Regions from separate parts of the Mus musculus genome. Here region 2 is linked to region 1. The links are chromatin contacts, called in public HiChIP or PLAC-seq maps. All regions are on one chromosome and are shown on one strand. The core of a region is the stretch at or near the end of the contact, and the rest is flanking DNA. Distances in the headings are between cores, read along the strand shown.

Region 1 (5,706 bases), core at 2,180-4,679:
CACAGTATCCAAGTGGTTCAAAAGGCTTTATCCCAAGGCGTATTTTGAAAGTTTGAATGCTGCAGAAATACTGGAAGCCAGCATAATGACCACCAAAAGATCCTTCACACAGATTCAATTGCTGACAACATTATCTCTCTATGCAATGTAGAAGGATGTGTGTGCATGCATGTGTGTGCAGCGCGCGTACACACACACACACACACACACACACACACACACACACACTCACTCCTGAACCATACCTTTCACCTTTCCCAATTTTCATTTTTATTCAAAAGTACTTAAAAGCAAATTATAGAAAACACTCACTTCAGAAACATGAACTGTCTCGTATAGAGTAGTAACCTTGTTATTATAGTCAGACAAATTAATAGTTTGGGCCATCTAAGATTGTACAGATCTAAGGTATATGACACTCATGTTTCTACACGTAGTGAAGTAACTACTACAGCCAAGCAAATTAACATAGCTGTGATCTCACCTATCTTTTTGTGGTTAAAAAAATACTGAAAATTTATTCATTAAATTCCCTGTATTTAATACGTTATTCTTAACTATAGCTCCCATGCTGCACATTAGATCTCTGGCCATATTCATCCTATGCACAGGTAAATTTTTTTCAAAACCTACTTTATTTAGGGTTCTTAAACTCTTCAACCTTCCTTTTAACCTACCAACCAGAGGTTCCAGAAAATAACGGTTAACAGGAAAAAGGTTTTGTGAACTTATGTAGAAGCAGTTCCTTGGGGGCAATTCTACTCTTCATTGTCAGGATACCAGCTGTCCAGTTCAATAGCAAACACCAAACATGAACCAGAAGAGGTTGCACAATCCAACAGAAACAGCAAGGCTCCACTGAATGGGCATGAGCCTGTGGAAGCAGTTCGAATCAGCCAGAATACCACAAGAAGTTCTTTGACGCATTTCTCTCTGTGAAGTGAAGACTAACGAAGACCACTGAAGACCAGCGAAGCACTGCACAGCGTAGCAATGCAAGAGCCTCCTCTCACTGTTTGTAGGGTCCTACTTATACTCTTTCTATCACGCACCCTCTCACCTGTCTGTTTTCAGAAACCATCACATGCCCTCTCACAAGACAGCTTCCAGAAAAGCCTCAGGTGACACATTTCTGAGTTGTTAAAGAAATCAGAAATTTCCACTCTAATACCCAAATATAATATTAATGTTAACACTAATATCTAACAGAGTCTACATGGTTCAATTTTTTCCTAGTCATTCTTAAATTCACTCTGGTCCCCTTCCCTCTACTTCTGCTTATGAGACCATTAAGAACTGTATACCTAGTTTTGGAGAAAAGGAGAGGGAAGAAGGAAGGGGAGGAGACAGAGAAAAGAGAGCAATTGATGTTAATTGATTAACTGGGAAGAAGTCGTATCCTTATTCTTTAAGAACCCAGATTTGCAATGTGGAGAAAGAGAATGAGCAAGTGGAACGTGACTGCTTGCTTCAAGAACACAGCCCTATACCTGAGAGGAATGATAAGCCTTTCAGTAAAGAAGGAAGAGGAAAGACAAAGAACAGAGCATAACATCAAAGGAAAGTGGCAGTGTTCAGATAACGAGTGGCCAAAAAAGGAAAAAGAGAAATTGGAAGTAGAACTTGGCAATGTAAAAATTAATACTAATTAGACTCTTTGTCCCCTCCCCCAAACATTTAATTAGCATGCATTAAGTAATCAATCATTAAATCTATGTGAAATTAATTTGTTCTGAGATCTTTACACATATATGCTCAATTTGCAAGTGGCATGGTGAACTCCTCCCAATTTTAATTAATTAGAGCTGGCATTGGAGATGGAATATTTATTTATGGACCAGGTGCAATTAAGGAAGAAGGGCTATGCTCACCGAGAGAATGCCAAGAATACTGCAGCGTGTGAGTGCGGCTGACACTTAGAATCCCAGAGCAGTTTAAACCCCAAGAGTCACTTCCTTCAGACTATCACAGAGGATCTAGGATAGCCGAAATCTGAAGCTATGTGCTTTTCTCAATTTTTTGAAAAGCTAACAGAGATGCTAGATTTTGTCTTGATAAGACTGCACTGGCTAGATAAACTATCGGACTGTTGCTCTGCCTTTGGCTGGGATTATGTTCATTCTTTATGATAATGTTGGTTATCTTCTCCTGACCAGATGCCCCAATTATCAGTCAGCTCTGTCTTTCATGAAAAGCAGGAAATAATTTTATTTTAATCATCGAGTTTATTTGGTCTAAGAGATTTCTCTGGAAACAAAGGGAAAGGGCGGGGCACTAAGGGAATTGATAATGGAAAGCCTTAAAAAGAAAAGATAGAAAAGCCCTGTTCTTGCCCCAACCCTAACAAAGAGGAAGATTGCCCAAGTGATTGTGCCAAGTTCACACCATGACTTATTAAAAGTAATTAACAGCAGTCTTTCTGGTTCATCAAAGGTTACTTGAGGAATAAATTTCGTAAGTTAAAAAGTGGAAGATCCCTGGAGACACTAAGTCTCAAGCAAGAAAGTCACTCAGAGGCTGATGTGTACTATCCAGGGAGGGTGGTGGTGGCTGGTGTCTCTCCGGGATGGATGGAGAGATCCATCGGAGGCACACCGTCACCAAGTCTCGGTGTCTGAGGGGTCCTGGCTTGCTCACCCCTATGGTAGGAAAGAAGGGATGATCAGAAATGACCTTTAGGTTTTTGAGTGGCAATTGAAAGGTGCTGTTTGCTGAGGAAGAGAGCCAGAGAGGAGAAACAATGTCGACGCAAATATTATAAAAATCGCCTCAGGAGACCTTGGAAGTCAGAGATTCTAAGATTTACTCCTGTCCCAAGGGTCTCCGGGATGTTTGTAAAGCCAAGGACAGAAAAGGACAAGGGAGTTCGCCCAGCTGGGTACCAGGCTTTGTGCCTGCGGTGGGAGATCTCTGCCCAAGGCAGACGCCAGGGGTCAGTGCAGGCCCAGCATCCCCAACTGGAGCGCCGCCGAGGTCTCCCGCCTTCAGAGCGTGTTCATTACGGAAAGAATTTAAGAGAACTCTAAACGGCAGATTCGTTTATGATAGCGGCATTTACAGGCAGTTGTAATTATAGTGTATGGAAAACAATTATTCCCTCCTAAAATTGCTCTTTTAATTTTCTCTTATTTGTCCCACAGTGAATGTTAAATAAGCCTCATTGCTTTGCAGACTGCATGGGATATGTGCACAGAGAGAAGCTCCAAAGAATCTGTTACGAACCACACACCACGCTAACCTGCCCAGGCGCGCTCACACACGTGCACACGCGTCCCTTGTACACTTGACTGGCAAGCTCTGCCGAGCACACTGGTCCAGCCTGAGGCTTCCCACCACAGTCCCATTCCATGAGCAGCTCAGGGACGTCACGTGGAAAGCTCCTCTCCACCCATTAGAACATCCACTGGGCGGTCCTCAGGAGCCACTGCTCTCTGAACCGTTCTTCTCCCTCCAGCGTCCCCGGACATGCCTGGTAGCTCCAAACTGTATTGCACCGTGTTCCTGGGTCAGACATTATTGCTCAACAAACTTTCATCAACTCCGTTGTTTACGATCCTTAGCGGCAAAGTCCTTTGTACTTACCAGTCTCCAAAGTTTGGCCAGTGAGAAAACAGTTCCTGGCTGTATATCCTGGCTATAGCTCAGGATAGTGCTTTCCCGGGGACAATCGCAAATTGAATACCTTCCCCAAAAATGCTAGTTTGCAAAGTGCGGTGTTTTCATATTCCAACCCCTACCAAAGAAAGTGGAAAAGTCAGGTTCCAGAGCTGAATGTGTCTTTTGGAGACTTCTGCTACATTCAAGCGCCTTGGCCAAAATGTGCTGCATTTCAAAGCGTCTTGGGACTTTAGAGAGGTTTCAAAGACAAGGGGCTCAGCAGAGGTCTCCAACTGTCCTTGATGAGAGAATAGACGTCTTTAGACTCAGACTGTGGGGCAGATGGCTGGGGATGGGAGACAAAACACATCTTCTCAGTCAAAGACCAACGACCTTTAATAAAAGAATTAGGCGGTGACATTACATAGGTTCTCGGGCCATCTTGGAGTGATTAATGTTGGTGGATGGAGGCCAAGCTCTATTAGGAAAGGATGTGGAAGGCAGCCTCCTTGATTAAAAAGTTTGCGTTGGAGAGGGGACTGTTTGCAGTTTTAGAGAAGTGTTACTTTTAATTGGTTGTCTTGGCCTGGAAATGGTCTTGATTGTTATAAAGCTCTCTCTGTTCACAGGAGGAGAGAGAGCAGGAGGAAGGAATTTCATATGAGGGACAGGAAAAATGAAAATGAAAAGGATGCTGGTGCCAAGTGAGCCTTCTGTTGGTGCTGGATGTTGGCAGACTGGACTCTTCTCTAGTCATCCATATTCTCTCTGTCTTGGCTTGAATGCTTAAGGGACTTCTGAATCTCTTTGTTTCCTGTTTTTACCACAAATGTATGAAATAGTCCTGAGAGTGCCTGCCACTTCTTATCTTAGTGGTCTTTTTGTTTTAGGTTTTTGGGTTTTTTTTTTTTTTTAACCTGTTAGGGCTGCTGTAACAAAGCACCAGAGGCTGGGAAGCTTACACACAATAAGAAGTTTACTTCTCACAGTTCTGGAGCCTGAGAAGTCTGAGATCATAGATGCTACCACATTCATTGTCTGGCTCCTTATAGTCAGTGCTTTCTCTCTGTGTTCTCACAGGGCAGGGAGACCAGCAAGCTTCCTGGCTCTGTGGTACAATCCCATTCTTTCACGAGGGTACTAATCCCACTCACAAGGGGTTTCCACTCAAGACACAATCATCTCCAGATACTGTCAAATAGGTGTTCATGTTTCAACACAGGAGTGTGTAGCCACGAGGCTGAGGGACCCAGAGTCATTGCCTCCATAGTACCCAGGGCTCAGAAGATCTGTAGACGGCACACCTGAGTTTTCCTTCTCCATGTGTCTTAAAAAGTCCTGTGAAGAAAACCAAAGGTGCTATTAGTAAGTAGATAAAATGCTCTTAAAGCGTAGATTCCAGGACTCCCAAAAGCAGTGATTCTTAGAAAAACATGTATGTTCGTAAAATTCGAGGATTGAAAAAGAACTAAAATGTATAGAAAAATAGAAAATGTAGTCTAGTGTATTCTTAAATTGCTTATACACAAATATATAAACAACACATATAAATCACTGTGTGCATTTATGTTTTACTAAGTTATTTAATTATTTAGTAATTAGCATTACTTAGTAATTATTTAGGACACACACGCACACACACAGGCACACACACACACACACACACACACACACACACACACGCCACCACCGCCTCCGCTGCCACCATGGCTTTAGAATGAACTATCCAAAGAAAGACTCTGAACGGAGTTTTTCTCTTCTAAATTTTGCTCAGATCCCATTGGTCTCCCAATCCTATTGTTAAAGGAGAAACAGAAGGACATTTGGATGAAATCTGAGGCTGGGGCTCTTTTTATTTTTTATTTTTTTCAAGTAGGAAGCTGAGCCAAATGATCCCACCTCACTTCCAAAAGGGTCACTGCATTTACCTCTTGGTATGGTTTGAATATGGCTCATCCTCTCCAAAGCTCCTGGAGAGACTCAACTGCCATTCTGGCAATCTTGGGAAGTGGGCCCTTTAATAGCTGAGGTCTGAGATGGCATCCTCACAGGAGTGAGTTCGTATCTCAAGAATAGGTTATCACAGAGCGAGTCTGTTGTCATAATTTC
Region 2 (5,706 bases), core at 1,339-3,838, 140 kb after region 1:
CAATGCTGCTCATACGTGGATAACCAATTGGAAGGCTGTTTTCCCTGCTCCCAGCATTGCTGAGTTGCCTGTGCAACTTGTGTCTGTAGGGTTGGGGCCTCATGGGTGTATCCCTATCCTCTGTGGCATGTCCCCTTTCTGGGTGTCTTCGTTGCTCAGCTCACATTTGAGCAGTCATGTTGGTGAGACTTTCTGAGTACAGCTTTTGACGTTTCTAGGAGGCCCAAGCTCACAGAAAACTCCCTGAGCTTCAGTAAGGGGGATCTGTGCTGTAGATGTATCCATTGGAACTGGGCTCTACAGCTATGGGTTTTGATTTGGTTGTGGTTATCTGTAATAGTCTCCATCTGTTACAGAGACAAGATTTTTTGGTTGGTTGTTTTGTGGTTTGTTTTATTAAATAAGGGGTGAGGACTACACTTATCTATGAATATAAGGACAAATATTTATAGATGATTGTTAGGAATTATCCTGGCTTCATAAAGTAGTGCTTGTAGGTTCTCCTCCAAGATCCATGACTTCACCAGCATTGAGTCATTAGCTTGGATTCATGGTCTCCCTCTTGCTGAGAGCTTCTGGAGTCCTGTCAGAGAACTGTTGGTTACTGCCAAGGTGTGTGTGCCACTACTGCACCGTTAGGGTGAATGTGCCATGCTGATTGTTGTCATAGTTCATAGAGATCAATGAGTAGGACTGTTGACTGCCTCTCTCCTTTGGAAGCTTGCAAAGAGTCTTCTGGTACTATAAAAGCTATTCTTCCTCCAGAAGGAAACATTCAAGTCAGTTCCAGTGCAGTAGCCTCTGGGACCAGTGTCTGAAGTGCATGGTGTCTTCAGCGATAGGAATTTATCTTCCACCTCTGGGGAGTAACCAGGGACAATAGCAATAGGCTGTCTGTTTTGGGAGCCTCTTGGATAGGCCTGACCAACAATCAAAAGTGAGCTCCTCGTGTCTGGTATTGGGGTTTTTATTAGATGGTCTTTGGCTCTTGGGGGGGAGCATTGTCAGCCCAAATGAGAAAACTTAAACTACATATGTATATTTATATACACAATTACATGTATTATATGGGTTTTTTAGATAATAGTTAATGGTCTGATTTCTTACAACTTCCTCAGATACCTTTATTGTTATTTTACTGTCCTTTTTCCTCCTCCTGTGTCTACTTTTTGGAGATGGTCTGCAGTCTCCCACTCAAACACAAACTCTGACCCAGATGTGGCTCAGTGACTTCTCAGCATGCTAGATAAAATCAAGGAAGAATGCCCTTGGGACAAAACAAAGCCACACAGGCAGCAAAGTGCAGAAGGAAGAAAAGGGGGTTAAAGGCCCTATTCCCCCAGCTCTGCTTGCAATGCTCTCTCTGGTAACTAGCAAAGCAATATATAAACAGCAATGGGGAAAATAAAAGTTATTCACTCTTGAGGTGAGCCCAGAGCTTATGTCTCTGTCTACAGCACCTTGCTTCCTAGGTCCCTGTAATGCTCAAGGCTATGATGGCCTTGGCATTTTCCTCCTGGCCCATTCCCTAAAGATCACCCCACCCCTTCTCACTTCCTGGATTCTTCCAGAAGTCTTTTGAAGGACTTACAGGGCTGAGACTAGCTCTAACCTTCTTGTTGTTGTTGTTGTTGTTGTTGAAGAAATTCTCCTTCAACCCAGACCTCAACTATGTCCCTGTGACTAAGAGGCTGAGATTAAGTTAGCCCCTCACCAGGCTGTCAGGAGGACCACATGGGCTTCACTGCTGAGGTGACAGCTCGCTACTTGGTGATAACTGGTACCAACTAGCAGGTGACTTCTTTTAGTCCACAGACAGAAGAATTAAAAGAGCTCAGAGCAAACAAAAGTAAAGACCATTGGCAGGCATTGCATATACCCACCCCATACCTCCTCAGGCAGAGGAGAGCTGGTAATCACGGCTCTCAGGGGCTTGAGGTTTTAGTTTTATTTAGGTACCCCCTGCCCCCTGCTTTTTGGTAACCTTTTCTACTGTCATGCTGTATCCAAGGTGCTCATGGATCCCTTTTGGTATAGTATAGATATTAGGCCCCGTGCTTCTGTCCACAAACAGGGACACAGCTACTAGTTGTTAGAATCTGCTACCAAAGTGGGTCTCTTGCCCTCTCCCTTATTTTGGGTGTTGTAATGACCTGAGGGAAAAAACCTTAATGGAAAAGAAAAACTTAATGTAGAGAAAACAAAGTGGTAACTCGGTTCCTTCCGGCCTCTCAGGTGCTCTATCTAGTCTTCTTCTGTGATCTCTGTCCCTGTTCTCCCTCCCTCCCCTCCCTCTCCTCCCTCCCCTCCCTCTCCTCCCCCCCCTCCCTCTTCCCCCTCCCCTCTCTCTCTTCCTCTCCTTCTCTCTCTTTCTCTCCCTCTCTTCCCCTCTTTCTCTCCCCCCCCACTCACCCTTGTTTTCCATTCTCTGTTGTTGGTTAAACTTTTTCCCTGTTGCTAAATACAAAACTCTCGTTGATAACTGCATTATTTTTGAAAAGTGAAATAGGGAGAGGGAGGAGGGTGTATCCCACTTGTCTCTAGGCCACTAGAGCACCGAGTGGGGAAAAAAGGCTGTCAAAGGCAAAAAGGATGACGAAGGTGACTTTGACAGACCTTTATTTGCTGTTCCCACCCAGTGATTCATTTGTACTTTGTTTTCTCTACAGTATTTGTTTTTGGAGCTTTTGGATTTTTGTTCTTTGTGTTTTGGGGGGTTTGTTTTGTCTTCTTTCCTGTTACAAAGAATCACTTATCTGTTTTCTTCAAATTCCAAGAAGAAAGGGTTCCTAAAACTCGGGACCAGAATCTAAAAATGTTCTAGAGTCTCAGAAGCTGCAAGACTGCAAGCCTCCCTCCAAAGGTTATAAAAGCACTAAACAGTCAGTCTGCTGGAACTGCATGCAGGTTGGGCCAGAGAGCCCCAGGGCAAGCCCCAGCTTCTGTGAGCCAAGACTCATACTCCTCGATGCTGCGGGCTTAGTTGATGTGGCTGCCTATGAGTCACTCGTGTTCTTGTCTGTAAGTAACCCCAGTAGGCTCTGTTCGCTTAGACCCGGGAGGGATTGCGCCTTTGGATTGGTCTCCAAACTGGGGGCAACAGACAGACCTTTGTCACATCCACCTGGGGAAGTCCTCACAACAAATGTTTGCATCAGCAATGTTTCTTTGCAGCTGATCAGACTCTTAGCTTGGCTTTTCACATGTGGGATGACCCTGATGGGAATGTAGGACTAGGCTGTGGGACCCTGGACTGCGAGAAAGATCAGTGTGCTCTAGATTTATTCTGGAAAGCTTTCTAAAGAGAGGCAGTCCTCCTGCGTTGAGGGCTGAGTGATTATCAAGTTTGGTTGGCCTGGTGCCATTCCACAGAGGGTTGTTTTCAGTCAGTCAGAAAAGCAGAGTCATCTTTCTCAAATGTGTCTTTGGATGTGTGCTTTGTGAGTGTGTTTACCATACATGGAGAACTGTCTGGAGGAGGTTTACCTTCATTCTAGCCCTGCTTTGCCGAGTGCTTCCTCTTGAGAGGAGCCCAGGGAGTGGCTTCTGAATGCTAGATTTAAGTTTTCCAGGAGATTTTCTTAAATGTTTTCTGTAATTCACAGTAAACTCCATGTTATTCACATACTGAAATTTCCTCGTGGATCTTTTTGTGTGAGCCCGAGTGATAGATCTCTTATGATCTACACACAGTGTAGACCTATGGTCCAGGTAAACAGCAGGCAAGCAAGACAGTGCCATAAATTAACTGCATTAATTTGTATTCTCACCAACGAGAGGGTCATACTGAAATTGCAATTTATGTTATAACCTAACTGAATTTCAGCCAGCCGTGGTCATATGCTTTGACTTTAGAAAATACATTTAGGAGTGTAATCTGACAACACCCTTCTCAATAGTCTCAAATAATATAAAATATCTCGGCGTGACTCTAACTAAGGAAGTGAAAGATCTGTATGATAAAAACTTCAAGTCTCTGAAGAAAGAAATTAAAGAAGATCTCAGAAGATGGAAGGATCTCCCATGCTCATGGATTGGCAGGATCAACATTGTAAAAATGGCTATCTTGCCAAAAGCAATTTACAGATTCAATGTAATCCCCATCAAAATTCCAACTCAATTCTTCAACGAATTAGAGGGAGCAATTTGCAAATTCATCTGGAATAACAAAAAACCTAGGATAGCAAAAACTCTTCTCAAGGATAAAAGAACCTCTGGTGGAATCACCATGCCTGACCTAAAGCTTTACTACAGAGCAATTGTGATAAAAACTGCATGGTACTGGTATAGAGACAGACAAGTAGACCAATGGAATAGAATTGAAGACCCAGAAATGAACCCACACACCTATGGTCACTTGATCTTCGACAAGGGAGCTAAAACCATCCAGTGGAAGAAAGACAGCATCTTCAACAATTGGTGCTGGCACAACTGGTTGTTATCATGTAGAAGAATGCGAATCGATCCATACTTATCTCCTTGTACTAAGGTCAAATCTAAGTGGATCAAGGAACTTCACTTAAAACCAGAGACACTGAAACTTATAGAGGAGAAAGTGGGGAAAAGCCTTGAAGATACCTCTCCTGGGCATATATCCAGAAGATGCCCCAACTGGTAAGAAGGACACATGCTCCACTATGTTCATAGCAGCCTTATTTATAATAGCCAGAAGCTGGAAAGAACCCAGATGCTCCTCAACAGAGGAATGGATACAGAAAATGTGGTACATCTACACAATGGAGTACTACTCAGCTATTAAAAAGAATGAATTTATGAAATTCCTAGCCAAATGGATGGACCTGGAGGGCATCATCCTGAGTGAGGTAACACATTCACAAAGGAACTCACACAATATGTACTCACTGATAAGTGGATATTAGCCCAAAACCTAGGATACCCAAGATATAAGATACAATTTCCTAAACACATGAAACTCAAAAAAAATGAAGACTGAAGTGTGGACACTATGCCCCTCCTTAGAAGTGGGAACAAAACACCCTTGGAAGGAGTTACAGAGACAAAGTTTGGAGCTGAGATGAAAGGATGGACCATGTAGAGACTGCCATATCCAGGGATCCACCCCATAATCAGCATCCAAACGCTGACACCATTGCATACACTAGCAAGATTTTATCGAAAGGACCCAGATGTAGCTGTCTCTTGTGAGACTATGCCGGGGCCTAGCAAACACAGAAGTGGATGCTCACAGTCAGCTAATGGATGGATCACAGGGCTCCCAATGGAGGAGCTAGAGAAAGTACCCAAGGAGCTAAAGGGATCTGCAACCCTATAGGTGGATCAACATTATGAACTAACCAGTACCCCGGAGCTCTTGACTCTAGCTGCATATGTATCAAAAGATGGCCTAGTCGGCCATCACTGCAAAGAGAGGCCCATTGGACACGCAAATTTTATATGCCCCAGTACAGGGGAACGCCAGGGCCAAAAAGGGGGAGTGGGTGGGTAGGGGAGTGGGGGTGGGTGGGTATGGGGGACTTTTGGTATAGCATTGGAAATGTAAATGAGCTAAATACCTAATAAAAAATTTTTTTAAAAAAGGAGTGTAATCTGTCACTCTTGAAAATGCGTTTTAAAAAATTATGCAACTACCCTGATGAACCAGAAAAGGCCTCTCAAGGTTGCTCAATTTCAAACAATGTTAAAAAACAGGAAACTTGTTTAAGATGAGAACTTTCTCAAATAGAA

What was found. HiChIP or PLAC-seq counts read pairs in DNA pulled down with a chosen protein or histone mark.
Region 2: an H3K4me3 HiChIP or PLAC-seq map of bone marrow-derived macrophages shows a contact between it and region 1, with 4 times the contacts expected there. The contact joins two enhancer-like sites. A contact is called at or near these places in 1 of 115 datasets of contacts at active chromatin or transcription factors (bone marrow-derived macrophages) and 2 of 9 other capture datasets (adipose tissue and liver).

What each region holds. Positions count from the first base shown.
Region 1 is chr9:48,263,897-48,269,602 of GRCm38.p6, forward strand. Gm51672 (a long non-coding RNA gene) reads right to left here. Exons shown (of 4, transcript XR_003948154.1): 4 at 1-4,935. It also overlaps a transcript of Nxpe4 not described here. Among named protein-coding and RNA genes, the nearest start is that of Gm51672, 17 kb to the right of the region's middle. Within about 2 kb of position 3,430, at least 146 of the 459 cell types and tissues checked have an H3K27ac peak or open chromatin away from gene starts, as enhancers often do. A contact at or near this core is called in bone marrow-derived macrophages, where this site is marked.
Region 2 is chr9:48,404,778-48,410,483 of GRCm38.p6, forward strand. No RefSeq gene overlaps it. Among named protein-coding and RNA genes, the nearest start is that of Gm32131, 13 kb to the right of the region's middle. Within about 2 kb of position 2,589, at least 37 of the 459 cell types and tissues checked have an H3K27ac peak or open chromatin away from gene starts, as enhancers often do. A contact at or near this core is called in bone marrow-derived macrophages, where this site is marked.